Regions from separate parts of the Mus musculus genome. Here region 2 is linked to region 1. The links are chromatin contacts, called in public promoter capture Hi-C maps. All regions are on one chromosome and are shown on one strand. Each heading gives the region's core, a stretch centred on a gene start, on an enhancer-like site or on the middle of the called end of the contact. The rest is flanking DNA. Distances are from core to core; before and after follow the strand shown. Region 1 holds the start of Tmem19 (transmembrane protein 19). Region 2 overlaps Ptprr (protein tyrosine phosphatase, receptor type, R).

The links. Promoter capture Hi-C pulls out the DNA fragments that hold promoters and counts their contacts.
Region 2: a contact with region 1 is called in a promoter capture Hi-C map of cranial neural crest. The contact joins the enhancer-like site here to the promoter of Tmem19 in region 1. A contact is called at or near these places in 7 of 39 promoter capture datasets (the 3T3-L1 cell line, cranial neural crest, frontonasal cranial neural crest and 4 more) and 1 of 115 datasets of contacts at active chromatin or transcription factors (forebrain).

What each region holds. Positions count from the first base shown.
Region 1 is chr10:115,358,150-115,364,701 of GRCm38.p6, reverse strand. Tmem19 (transmembrane protein 19) reads left to right here and starts at 2,435. Exons shown (of 7, transcript NM_133683.4): 1 at 2,435-2,650; 2 at 2,743-2,893; 3 at 4,935-5,048. The coding sequence starts at 2,764.
Region 2 is chr10:116,193,136-116,199,687 of GRCm38.p6, reverse strand. All of the region lies in intron 6 of Ptprr (protein tyrosine phosphatase, receptor type, R), which reads right to left. Among named protein-coding and RNA genes, the nearest start is that of Taf7l2, 82 kb to the right of the region's middle. Within about 2 kb of position 2,572, at least 45 of the 459 cell types and tissues checked have an H3K27ac peak or open chromatin away from gene starts, as enhancers often do.

The sequences.
Region 1 (6,552 bases), core at 1,186-3,685:
AGAGAGACACCCAAGTGAACGTGCAGGCCTGATTTAAAGCACATTAGGGAATTCTGAGGTAGGTGACCTCTCTGTTAATCTGTTGTGTCCATCTCTGGACATTCTATTACCAGTGTGGGGGCTGAAAACTTGCTGGGGGGGGGGGTTCCTGGAAATTGTTGACTGAGGAAGCAGCTGAGGACATCTGGACACTGCTGCTGACCCATTGTCCTTGCCTCAGGCCAAGTGGTGGGGCAGCTTCTGAGGTCTGGACTTGCCTGGAATTCCCCAGTTCTTAGCAACAGAAATGTAGGCCTAGTCTCCTTAACTGCCAATTTGAAGCTTATCATGGAATCAGACCAGTCTTTGCACTATAAAGAATAGATAACAGAGGATATATAATAATTTTGGTTGAAGCCACTATTTTGTGTTCTACCAAAGGAAAAACAGTCTTGGCATATATTTTGAAATTTAAAATAGCATGAAGTTTTACAAATGTGTCCCACCGTGATACAAAATGGTTTCAGCCACCAGACATCCCATGTACATCAAAAGAAATATAGCCTGACCGGAAAGAAAAAGCCCTTCCCCCAGCAGTGGAAATGTAAGCTTTTAAAGGTTGACTGGGTTATGTCACAATTGTGTACAATATCTAAATAATTCCATTGCCTCCCACACTGTCAACAAGTAGCTGGAAACACTTCGGAAATATGTGGTTGTCAGCTTGTTACTATTCACTTGGACAAAATAACTCCCAATGAACCTCAGCCTCCTGAGTTCTGGGATTAATAACATGCGCCACCACATCTAGTGAGATCTTTGTTTTGATACTGGGGCTGGGAAGATGGCACTGTGGATAAAGTGCTTTCTGTAGAAGCCTGAGAACAGGATTTGAATCCCCAGAACCACATGGGACTGGCACAATAGTACCCATGTATAAAAGGTGAAATCAGTCCCAAGACTCGGATTATCTGAGAATAGGATGGTCTGCTGTATAAATGAATGGACAGGATACACACCCTTGAAATTGTAGAGGAATTTTAATCCAGCAAGATGGCTCCTCTAGCAAGGGATTACATCCAAAGACCTAGATCTTTATGATCTGGCTAGATCGCAGACAGGCCACATCCCTTTAACCCCTCTGCCTGGAACACGGATACAACCTGAGTACAGTCCTTTAAGGTCAAATTCGTTTTTAGAAGGAAGGAGCCAGGTGTGAAAGTGATGTCTAATTGAGGGCCAGACAAAGTAACAAAGATCGAAAGATTTGACAGAATGAGTCAGAGACAGAATGCATCTTACAAGGACAGCACAGGAAAGAGAAGCTATTTTAAGAGCCCCAGTGCAGGGAGAGACAGCTAGTCAGAGGTGGGAGGCAGTGCCAGGAGTGCGGTGCAGTTGCAGTTGAGTTCGGGTTGTGGTTTTTGTTTGTTTCAAGTCTATGAAGTTCATTGCAGGTGAGCAGAGTCAACTAAAGCCAGAGAACAAGAAGGAGCCAGGTGATTAGAACAAAATGCCAGAGTTGTTTGAGGCTAGGCAGAACAATTCAATGGGAACTTGAGAGAAGCCAGATTGAATCAGGCAGCTTGGTGAGGAGTTTGAGCCAGAACAGCTAGGTTGAACCAGACAGCCAGAGTTCTAGAAAGAACTATAAAGGGTGAGCTTATTCAACAGTGAGCCCTACAAGAGGACAATACATCAGACGAATAAGTTACTTTTACAGATAGAGTGGATGGGGACAGACACTTCCACAATGTGTGTTAGAACAGTAATTATACAAAAGCTCAACCGTGGGAACTATATTTATGTTTACATACCGCAGTACCAGTTGAGTCTGGCCCAGGTTAAGAGCCAAGCCATTGTTTTAAGCTACTTTCTAAGTAATTTCGCTTCTAACGATAAACTCCTACGTCGTCCACACCCTATCGCCTGGTATGAATGCTTCATAAGTTACAACCCATTACTGGCTCTAAATTCACTCGCAGTTCATTATTCCATCAATGGCAGGTTTTAGTGACCCACACCACCCTTACTGGTGACATTTTTTTTTTCAAGTCTAGGCTGTCCACAAATCCCAAGACCTAATTTGTCCTAACGTCTATTTTGGAGGTGCTTTAGAAACAGCACTCCGACCCGCAAAGAGACACTAAGCAAACTCAAGCCGGGTTTCCGCCTCGACGAGTCACGTGAGCGGAGCAGGGCTGCTGCGCATGCGTACACGGAGGGAGTCGCGGAGAGACCAGAGCGACTCCCGGGGCAGCGGGGTGGGGACGTAAAGGCGCTCGCCCGCGCTGTTCCCAGCCTTGGTTCGCTTGCCCGGGCAGCGTACGGCAGAGGTGGAGCTGGGGCAGACTTGGAGCAGGGGCCCAGGGGGCGGAGCGCGCCGTGCGGGGGCGGAGCTCGGGGGGGGGGTCCGAGGGCGGGGAGGGGCGGGGCTCCGCGGTGCTGGCCGCTCATTGGCCACCGGTCGTTTGTGCTCCTTCCGGGTCCCTCTAGGTGGGAGCTGCCGGCCTCCCTGCTGGCCTGGCGGGTCCTCTGTGCATCCTCCCTGCACCTTCTTTTTCCAAGGGCGGCGTTAACCTCCCCGGGTCGAGCCGGAGCGCTGCGCCTGCAGCAGTGACTAGACGTTTTGGATTTACGATTCTATTTTGTCGTTCGGTTGGTGGAAGATGTTGGTATTTCTCTATGCCTCTAAAGGAGTATTGTTGCAAGAAACTTGAATGACTTGGTTCATCTGAAATGCTATCTATTCCCCCCCCTCAGGTGCTCGTAGCTCTATTTTCCATGACAGATAGTGACGACACTACGTGCAAAAGGTATATAAAGATGATTACCAATATAGTAATACTGAGCCTGATCATTTGCATTTCCCTAGCGTTCTGGATTATGTCAATGACTGCTAGCACCTATTATGGTAAGTAAAAGTGTTTTAAGTTTTGCTAGAAGTTAATGGGTGGAATTTTAAACTACGACTTCAAAATCCAAAAAATATGTAAATGGTTAAGAACAGTTATGTTCACTGCCGAAACCTGAATCTGGTTTGCTACGGTGATAAGATAAACAATGTCTAGAGAACTTTACAGCCTTCCATGATGTTTCTTGTGCTGATATTTAATGATACCTATCACAAAACGCATGTCTCAAATAATTACTTCTGTTTACCTTAGTTGGGGGGGGGGGAGACATAAAAGGTAGTTTTGTGAAACAATTTGGGGGATGCTTATCTTTTTAAGATTTGCCATGGTGTAGCGGTTTCATAATCCCGTGAGAATAACAAAGGAGGTACAGTCTTTTCATTTGCAAGTTGAAGAATTTGTCACTTCACACAAATAGATAGGTCTCGTGCAGACACTGTCCTCTTGCTCGTCCGGTTTGATCATCACCGTACCCTGCAGCCACTTGGTCTTTCCATTGGCTTCTTGGTACATCTTTGCTCTCATGAAGCCAAATCTTGCTGTCTTAGCTCCTACTACTGCTCCTGCTACTGAATTCTTCCTGATCCCTGTCTCAGCCTCCAGAGTATTGGGATTACAACCTCCAACCATCGTATATGACTTTACAGGACACTTCAACATAAGACAAGACTTTACGGACTTTTCTCCCTTAGTATATATTAATTGTACAAGCTGATGGATTTCATTTTGGCATTAATATATTCGGATTATATACCTTGGTCCTGTGATGGTTCTAAAGGATTATTTTGGATTTGGCTCTTAGAGTGGGGGGGGGGGTTAAATCCAGGGTTTTGCATATACTGTGCACCCATGCATGTGTTCAGAGGCTGCTCCATATCCAACTCTTGTTTGTTGCCTGTTTGGGTTGTTTTGTTTTAAGACAAGGCCCCAGCTTGTAGCCCTGGGTGATCTCAAATTCAAATCCTCTGGTCTCAGGCTCCTATGTTCTGGAATTATGTGGGCCAACATTCCAGTGAGATCTGTAACATTTCAAAACGGGGACTTGAGGTAGTGACTCTGGGTTGGGTGTGCTTGCTGTGCAAGCTTGGGGACCTGAGTCTGAATCTCCTGAACCCACATGAGGCTGGGCCCAGTAGAACGCATTTATAATTCCAGTGCTCCTAGGCAGGAGGAGGCATAGGAGAACCCCCAGGAACTCTTGGGCCAACTCAAAGTTATTCTGACTTCTACATACATGTTATCTATACACACACACACACACAAATACATATACACTCGGGCACACACATCACACATAAACATGCACACACACTGGTTTTTTTGTTTTGTTTTTGTTTTTCTGAGACAGACTGTCACTACATAGACAAGGCTGGCCTAGAACTTAAAGAGATCTGCTGGGATTAAAGGGCGTGAATGCACCACAACACTTGACACACACACAGATTTTAAGTTTTGAAGTTGTCTTAGAAGTTGCCTATGCACACAAGAGCATTCTGATATAAGTAAGTGGAACAAACTAGGATTTCTAAGCTCATCTCTTCCACTAGGACCAGACACCCAATGTAAATGAGTGAGCTATAGCTTCACTTCCCCAAATAAGGCTTTTTTTTTTCCAATCTTCTGTGGCTCAGTTGGCCCTATTAGCTCTTCGTAGTGTATGAAAATAATTTTAAGAATATTTAATAAACCAAGTTGTGGTGGTGGCACACGCTTTTAACCCCAGCACTTGGAAGATAGAGGGGCAGGCAGATCTCTGAGTTCGAAGTCAGCCTGGTTTACAGAGCAAGTTCCAAGACAGCCAGGGCTACACAGAGAAACCCCGTCTCTCGATAGATAGATAGATATATAGATAGATAGATAGATAGATAGATAGATAGATAGATAGATACATACATACATACACACACATATATACTTACATACATATACATACATAGATCCAAAACCTTTTTAGATGACCAAGCCTTCACACTGTTCTCCATGTCTGTATCTCTCCAGTGGCCACTTACAGCCTGTTTCTCTATACTTATAACTTCCTAGGTAACTTTCGGCCTGTTTCTCCGTGGCGCTGGCTGTTCTCCGTCGTCGTTCCTGTTGTGATCGCCTGTAATGGCTTTAAAAAGAAAAGTCTAGATCACAGTGGGGCTTTAGGAGGTATGTTTTCATTTTGAGTGTTTAAAATAATTTAAAATTTTTTTATTTAATCTTATGTTTTATGAATTCTGAGTATAACTGAATTTGTTTATTTATTTAAAAAAAAAAAAAAAACTTTAAGACAGCATCTCGCTATATAGTCCTGGCTGGCTTGGAACTCACTATGTACACAAGGCTGGCCTGTATTCAACTCAACTGTGTTCCTTGGAGAGATCAGCCTGTCTTTGCCTCCCTAGTACTGGGAGGAAAGACGCGTGCCACCAGGGCTATCAGTGACTGAATTTCGACTTTATGCTACTCAGTGATTCAGCATTTCCTTCTGTGGAATTGAAGGAGCAAATGCCTTTCCAGTAACAAACACATTGGACTTTGTAATTGAGGTGATTAGGTTAACCGGATTGGACCTTGACCTTGGCTCTTCTGTACTTGGGCTGGCCTCCTGCTGGCAGAATTACTGAAATACCCTTTTTAAGGTGTAAAATGGAAGAGTAAGAAAAAGAATTCTTGGAAATTGATTGCTACCAGCGGTCTCAAACCGCTCAATTCCAACCAGTTCTGGGTTACTTTTTAGGACTGAACGGGACACAGGCTTTATGTCGTTATTCTGTTTATTTGGAAATTAGTGATGGTAGAGTTTCATAAACTAGAGTAGACCTGCCCATAGGTAAGAGAGCGTGATTGCTAAAATGGGGAACCAGGAAAGCAGGCAAGGTCCATTTGAGTAATAATGGCGCCTTCTCCCTGTTTCTCGGGAGGGTTTTCAGTGTGTAACCTGGAGGATTTATCAGAAAACAAATGAAACATAAACATCAGGCATAGTCACTGGCAAAAGCGCCTTCCTGGAGCCCCGGGAAGAACCTGAGCATGTGCTGACTTGGTCCTCTAGTTTGGTAAAAATAAAAGCCTTTGATTGTCCCTACCCCTCTGCCCCGCCCCGCCCCGGGCTGACCATGAACTTCTGGGCACAGCCTTAGCTTCCCTGGTACTGGGATTACAGGCTACAGACTTGGCTACCACAAGAAGATACTTTCAGACTACTTTAATATCTATTTTTATTTTTTTTATAATTAGAAATAGAGGGAAGTGTATGTCTGTGTCCCTCTGCCAGTATGTGCAGGGCCCTGCTGAGCCCAGGGATGTAGGCGCACTATATCTCCTGGATCCAGAGTTGTCGCTGGCTGAGAGTTGCCGGATGTGGGTGCCAGGGACTGAACTCTGATCTGCTGGAAATTTTTTTTATTTGAGACCATGCCTCACGTAGCTCAAGCGGGTGTCAATAATAAACTGGACATGGTTGAAGATAATCTTCAACTTTGAAGTTCTTGCTGCCTCCACCTCTGGGATATGCCATCACAACCCGTTTATGGGACACTGGCGCGAAAACCCAGGACTCTGCCCATTCGAGGCGAACACTCGACCAACTGAGCTCTGCCCCCAGCCCCAGATTCTTTTGGTTTTAACCCCACTACTTTGGAGACTGGGGCTGATGGATCTCTTATGAGTT
Region 2 (6,552 bases), core at 1,323-3,822, 830 kb before region 1:
GGGAAGTCCAGTGTATACAAGGCAATAAAAGATCAGGAAAGCATATGGGCATGACTGAACACTAGGCAGATGGGCCTCTACCCCTAGGAAGCTTACGACTCAGTTTAATAAACTATACAGTTCAGTGCTTTATGAGGGGTAGTGACTTTGAAAAACATAATTACATTTAAGCCATGTCTTCATGATTATATTCATTATTACTATTCTGAAGTTCTTTGCATGACAATACTATTTGACTTTATGTACAAACGGCCACCCTGAGGCTATAAAAGTCCTGGGTGGCATCGAAAATAAAACATAGTAATTCCAGAGAGATGAGCATTGATGTAGTGTATAAAGGGTTTCCCAAGGCAGCCCTCCTCAGCCTTTACTGGGATCACTCTAGCTTTGTAAAACCAACCTTGGGACTGTAGCAAAGGGGCCTTATTGTTACTTTGAGGAGGACCGCTGTTTGAGTGCGCCACCTACAGGTCATATAGAGAACTACACATCTAAATTAGAAAACTCAAAGTCACCCATGCTCAAAAAATACTTAATTTAGAACATAGCCTGGGGGGCGGAGGGAGGCTCCACCTTCTCAGAAGAGAAGGGGAGGGGAGATGGGGGCAGGGATTGTGGAAGGGAGAAAGGGAGGGGGCAGCGATTGGGATGTAAAGTGAATAAACAAACAAACAAACAAACAAACAAATAAACTGAAAAACGTATTTAGCAAAAAGATCTCTTGTTCCTTTGCTGCTCTCAAAGGTTTTCCATTCAGGACAGAGGAAGTAATAATTATGAACTTACCTCTGTGCATATGCTTCCAAAATCTCTTTTAACCAAACTCCTAAATTGAATTTGCCCAAACTAAGCCAACAATAAGAAAAAAACAAAAAAACAAAAAAACAAACAAACAAACAAACAAAAAAAACCCTAAAACACCCCTGCTAAGAAAACCCAAACCCAAACCTTCAGATCCATCTCTCTCTCCTTTTTGTACGCTCAGTGCCTTAGTGCATACATATGCTTTCTACTTTTTAACAATTTATCTGAGAGCAAATTCACTTTACCACATATGGCTAAGCACAGAACACCCCTTTTCTCCAATTTTTTGGCTGGACTATGTCTATTGCTCTGCCCCCAATAACTCACCGAGGAGGGAGAACATCATAGCATATACCCAGAGTTCAAGTGATGTACTCTACAAGCTGATTTAAACGAGCTGATTTAGACTCTTGCATAGAACCCTGGCAGTTGAAAAAGCCACCATCAGTAGACCAAGATGATAAAGCTCTCTGCTCAAGAACTGGGTGAACAGGGCCAGACGGTGTGCAGAGAGTGAGGGCCCTTGGGATGCTCGGCCCTAAGTGGGATCCCTTCATGCAAACCCTCCCCTCAGAGCTCAGGAAACCCCGTGGAAGAGGAGGCAGAAAGAGCCTAAGATCTAGAGGGGACAGAGGACACCAAGGAGACAGGGCCTACTAAACCCATCTGAACACGCAGAGGCAGAGGCCTGCACAGGGCTGCGATGGGGTCCTGGAGGTGAAAGAAGAGGCAGATGTGTCCCATCCTTAACACAGAAGCTATCTACAGCTGATAACCGCTTCAAATAAAGCATTAGGTTTCTCAAAGGGAGTCTCGCTGGAGAAACTACTCTTCAGGTTAGGCTGTGCACCCAGCGGACATGCAAAACTAACTCAATTGCATTTTTGGAAATTCCCACTTTCATAATGTTGTGTCTTGGCATCCCCCTCCTCCTCCTCTCTCCTCCCTCCCCTCCCTCCCTCCCTCTTCCTCCCTTTCTTTTTAAATTTGTTTTCCTACAGGTCCTTTGCAAGGCACAGAAAGGGGGGAGGGACCTGAAGAGGAGGGGAGGTGTGTGTGTGTGGGGGGGGGGGGGACTGGGAGCAGTAGAGGGAAGGGAAACCATAATACAGATACATTGTATGGATCCCCCCCCCCCCCATCCGAGACAGGGTTTCTCTGTGTAGCTCTGGCTGTCCTGGAACTCACTCTGTAGACCAGGCTGGCCTTGAACTCAGAAATCCACCTGCCTCTGCCTCCCAAGTGCTAGGATTAAGGACAAATATTTTTAATAATATGGAAAAAAAGTAAAATTCAGTTTTCCCAATTCACAATTTCACAATTAGGTGGCAAATGAATCAATAAGCTGCCTCCACTAGAGGGCAATATTTCTCTATATTGGATTCAAATGAACCTGGCCCTAAGCACAGAAACTGATTTGAGAATCTCTGGCCCCTATGCCTCTCCCGGCGTGAGGTCTTGCTAAACGGGACAGCACTTTAATTTATAATATATTCACACATACAAAAGAAGGCAACCGGTTTCAAACTAACTTAATTTGGCTCAAGTTACCTGCCTTTGATGATACATCATTTTGGGATGTTCTGTTAAACGGAGGTCATGGGCCCAAGCCCAAGGAAATCTACTGAGAGCGGGAGGGTGCCTCCCTCCAGAGACAAGCGACGTTCAGGTAGCCTGTGGGATGCACACAATTGTATTCCGAGCCGTATGACACATTTCAAACAGCGCCTTGGGTGAGAGCCTGCCTGCCAGGAAAACCCTGACTCAGTATCTAAGATTCAGAGCTGCTCTCTCCAAATAGTATGCTAGGCTTTCCCTGGGAACTGTCTGCGCCTGCCCTGATTAAAGCGAATCTTGCAAAAAAAGGGTGGCTCACCTAGTTCTGACAACTTGTACATGGAGGACTGGGGTAGGGTCCCCTAGCAAAGCTGGACAGGACAGCTACTTTTATAAAGAAAGTACTGGGGCTAGAGAGATGGCTCAGTGGTTAAGAGCACCGACTGCTCTTCCAAAGGTCCTGAGTTTAATTCAAGCAACCACACGGTGGCTCACAACCATCTGCAATGTGATCTGGTGCCCTCTTCTGGTGTGCCCAAAGACAGCAAAGAAAGTACTCTCCAAAGCGAAGCTCATACTCAACCCATGAATAAAACAATCAGTGAACAGGAGTCTCAAGAATGATGCCAAACCATTCCCCATTCAGGGTCAGAATGACAAGAACGTGACAGAACACCTGCCTTGGGATGGAGAGGTGGCTCAGTGTTTAAGTACATGTGCTGTTCTTTCAGATTCAGCCTTATGCAACACGTAGGAAGCACACTTAATTCTCTCTAAATATAGGTCATAATCTGAATGGCCACAAGAGTTCCCCAGGGTGACTGAATCTGCTCTCTCCACGGCAGGTGTGGAGATGGCTCCCACGTGACTCACCCCAGGGGCCAGGATTTCAGGATCAGGCTGGGTGCACAGAGGGCTGAGAGTCTGTTCTAGTCAATCTCACAAGGCAGCCTGTGTTCTGGGTGGGCTGGTAACAATTACAAGCAGGAGTAGCACTCATTGGGACCCGCTCTGGCATGGTGTCAAGGTGTCACAAGGGAGGGATGGGAAGGCAACCTGAGAAATGGAGCAGTCGTAGTGACGTCTGGTCGTGTCCAGTCTCAAACTGGTGGGTCACCCAAAAACAGAGGCTCAGGGACTGAGGCTGGGCCCATGATGGCCAATACATGGTGGCCAGGGTTTAGCAAAATGTCTTCTTTTTTATTTTTAATTTTAAAGAAATTATGTGTTCGGGCTGGTTATATGACTAAGTGGTAGAGTGCTTACCAAACATGTGAGAGGCCCCGGGTTTGCTTCCAACCCCTCCCCCTGAATCTACCCCTGCTAAATCTCCCTCACGCACACTATAACCTTGGCTCCCACTCTAGTCTCTACTATAACCTTGGCTCCCACTCTAGTCTCTACTATAACCTTGGCTCCCACTCTAGTCTCTACTATAACCTTGGCTCCCACTCTAGTCTCTACTATAACCTTGGCTCCCACTCTAGTCTCTACTATAACCTTGGCTCCCACTCTAGCCTCCCGAGTCTGCATCTGATGCCACTGTGTTCTCTTATGTTGAATATTTTTACATTTTCTTCTCGACTTGCCTAGAGACAAAAGTTCTACATCTTTATCTCTACTTTCTTAGCCTCCTTTTTTTTTTTTTTTTTTTTTTTTTTAAAGAAAATGTTATTAGGGAATACAGAACTCTCTTAAGAATTGTTTGCTAAACTTTCAGAACCCCCGATTTAACCTCATAAAAATGCATGATGTCTATATTGTACAAATGAAGAGGAAATTAGCTTGTCATTCACTGTTAATGAGAGCTTATATGTGTTCCCAATGTTCTCCACACTATCTCCTATTCTAACAGCAATGAGAGCGCTGGTTGGAGTGGCACGAACAAATCTTCCCCGAGGTGTCTCGCCCCTCTGTCTACAGCAAGTATATCCAGATCTAGACAGAGCAGAGACACGCCCTGCCCTGCCCCGTGCACCCAGCATGCTTTGCGCTCAGTTTTGGCTTTGAGTTTTCTTTATCGTTGCTAATATCGCATCTCACTGAAGCTTCTTTGCTGCACTCATATTCTCCACCATTTTGCCAGATGAGCATTTGGACACTAGAATGAGAAGGACCAGGGAGGACAAGAAGGCTGGGACAGACAACATGCTTCCCAACAGGCAATGGCTAATGGCTATCCGCTTTGAGTGGTTTAGTCTGCTTCACCAAGTTCCATCTTCTTGATTTAAAATCTGAAAAGGACTCTGAAAGTGTAGTGGGAAATCTGAGAAGGGAAATGACTGTGTGGCAATATGTCGTGTACCTGTTTTCTCATTATACTGTTTTTAATTTGTTTTCCATGGGATATAGGATTATGTTTGTCTTCTTTTCGCAAAAGGTGGTAGTACAGCATTTGTTTTGGGGGGGGGGGCAGGCTGCTTGCTCTCCACTTGTATCTGCCTCCCTAACAGCCCAGAAACTTAACTACAAATTACTTTGCCAATAGACTAAACTCACGGAGCACGCTTCTTTGACACACACAGAGCAAGTTTCTTCTTTTGTGAGGATCAATGGAGATAAGGCACACGAAGAGCCTGAGTCTTCCTGGGGTCTTTCATTCTACGTGTATTTGCCTGTTCTGTGTTGTGTTAGGATCCTTTATGCTGTCACGGGGAGCAAATGAGTCAGGCTGATAGATTGTGTTCAACAGTGCATAGTTCGGGTAGAACAAACGGTGTTTATTCTAAGGAGACCATGCAGAACACAGCCAGTGGCCTGGAAAGATCAAAGAAACCTGCAGTATGAACTTAACTGTGCTAGAACTGGCGGGGCAACCCTTGGAAAACACAGTGATGCTGCAGTTGTCCCCTTCAGGTCACCTCTGCTTCACCAATGCTCTCATCTTCTTCCTCGACCCAGGAACGCTGCCTGTTAAATGCATCTGGTGGCCACTTTCTGGGAGAATCACCCTCAGGTGACAGGAGCTGAGTAGGACGTTATATCTGCAGGCATCCTGCAGTGGTATGAGGGAATGGGTATCAAGCTCATATCGCTGAAGGTGAGAACCGTCCATGAGCAACCATGGATGATCCAGGGCTCCCTGTGTGGTCAGAGTGAGCGTATGAGCCAACCCCCCTTTGCTTGTCCTCGTGCCTGAGCTGCTTCTCTGCTTCCCTGCTAGGCTTCTCCTTAGAGCATCCTGTGCACAAACCACCTGGACAACGATCTGCGTCTCAAGCTAAGCCTTCACGAAGCCCTACCTCTGACCTCAGAGCAGATTTGAGATTTCACTGCCATTGGATAGAGAGTGCAAGAGTTGACTCTCTGCTCTCACGGCAGGGGGCTGATTTAAAGAATGCAGGCTTTCAATTCTAGAGTTCTTAATACAGTTTATGCCCTGGCATTCGCTCAGTCATGATCTTTATTCATATCTCCTGGAGGGAGATCAACAGGAGAAGGATTAAAAGTTTTTAAAAATTTGTTACCTATCAAAATGTATCCACCAGAGGGAGGAGGGGACAGAAGCCAGGGCTTTTGACTGTCCCAGGGGAAAAATTATAATAAAATGAAGGAGTTGGGCTTGAGTTTAGGAGAAGATCATGGATGGATCATTTTATTGCCATTTTTTCATTGCTTTTGTTACTGTGGAAATTTTTATGGCTCTGGCAGTACAATAAAGCCAGGAGCAAATAGAATTGGAGAGAAAAAGAGAACTAGGTTGTCTAGGATCTTCCAGGCAAAGATGTCTTGTCTTCTAGGTGACTGGGGGACTTTTCCATAGTAGGCTATGTTTTAGGAAGATAAGCCTGGAGAGAATACAATATGATTTAAAAGAGGGAAAAATTAGATTTAGACACAGAAAAAATAGATTTAGACATTGTATTTAAATACAACGCGCAGGTGATATATAATGTAGATGAATTCTTATGGCATTTTTATAATCAGAAAATTCAGTTAAAAGATGAAGTAATGCAAGCCAGGCCCAGGGTAAGGAGTCTATGAAGGAGGAGAAAGTAGAGAAGGAAGAATCAATATGATTTAGGGGTAATTGGGAATAGAGATAAAACAACTATGTCTAAAATTTTATGGATTTTCAATCTTCATAATTTTCAGTGTATACTTTCATACTTATCTAAGTATGTACATCTAGTCTCTGTATCTTATTTTACTTACATTTTAACAAAATTATACTACTGATACCAAGGATGA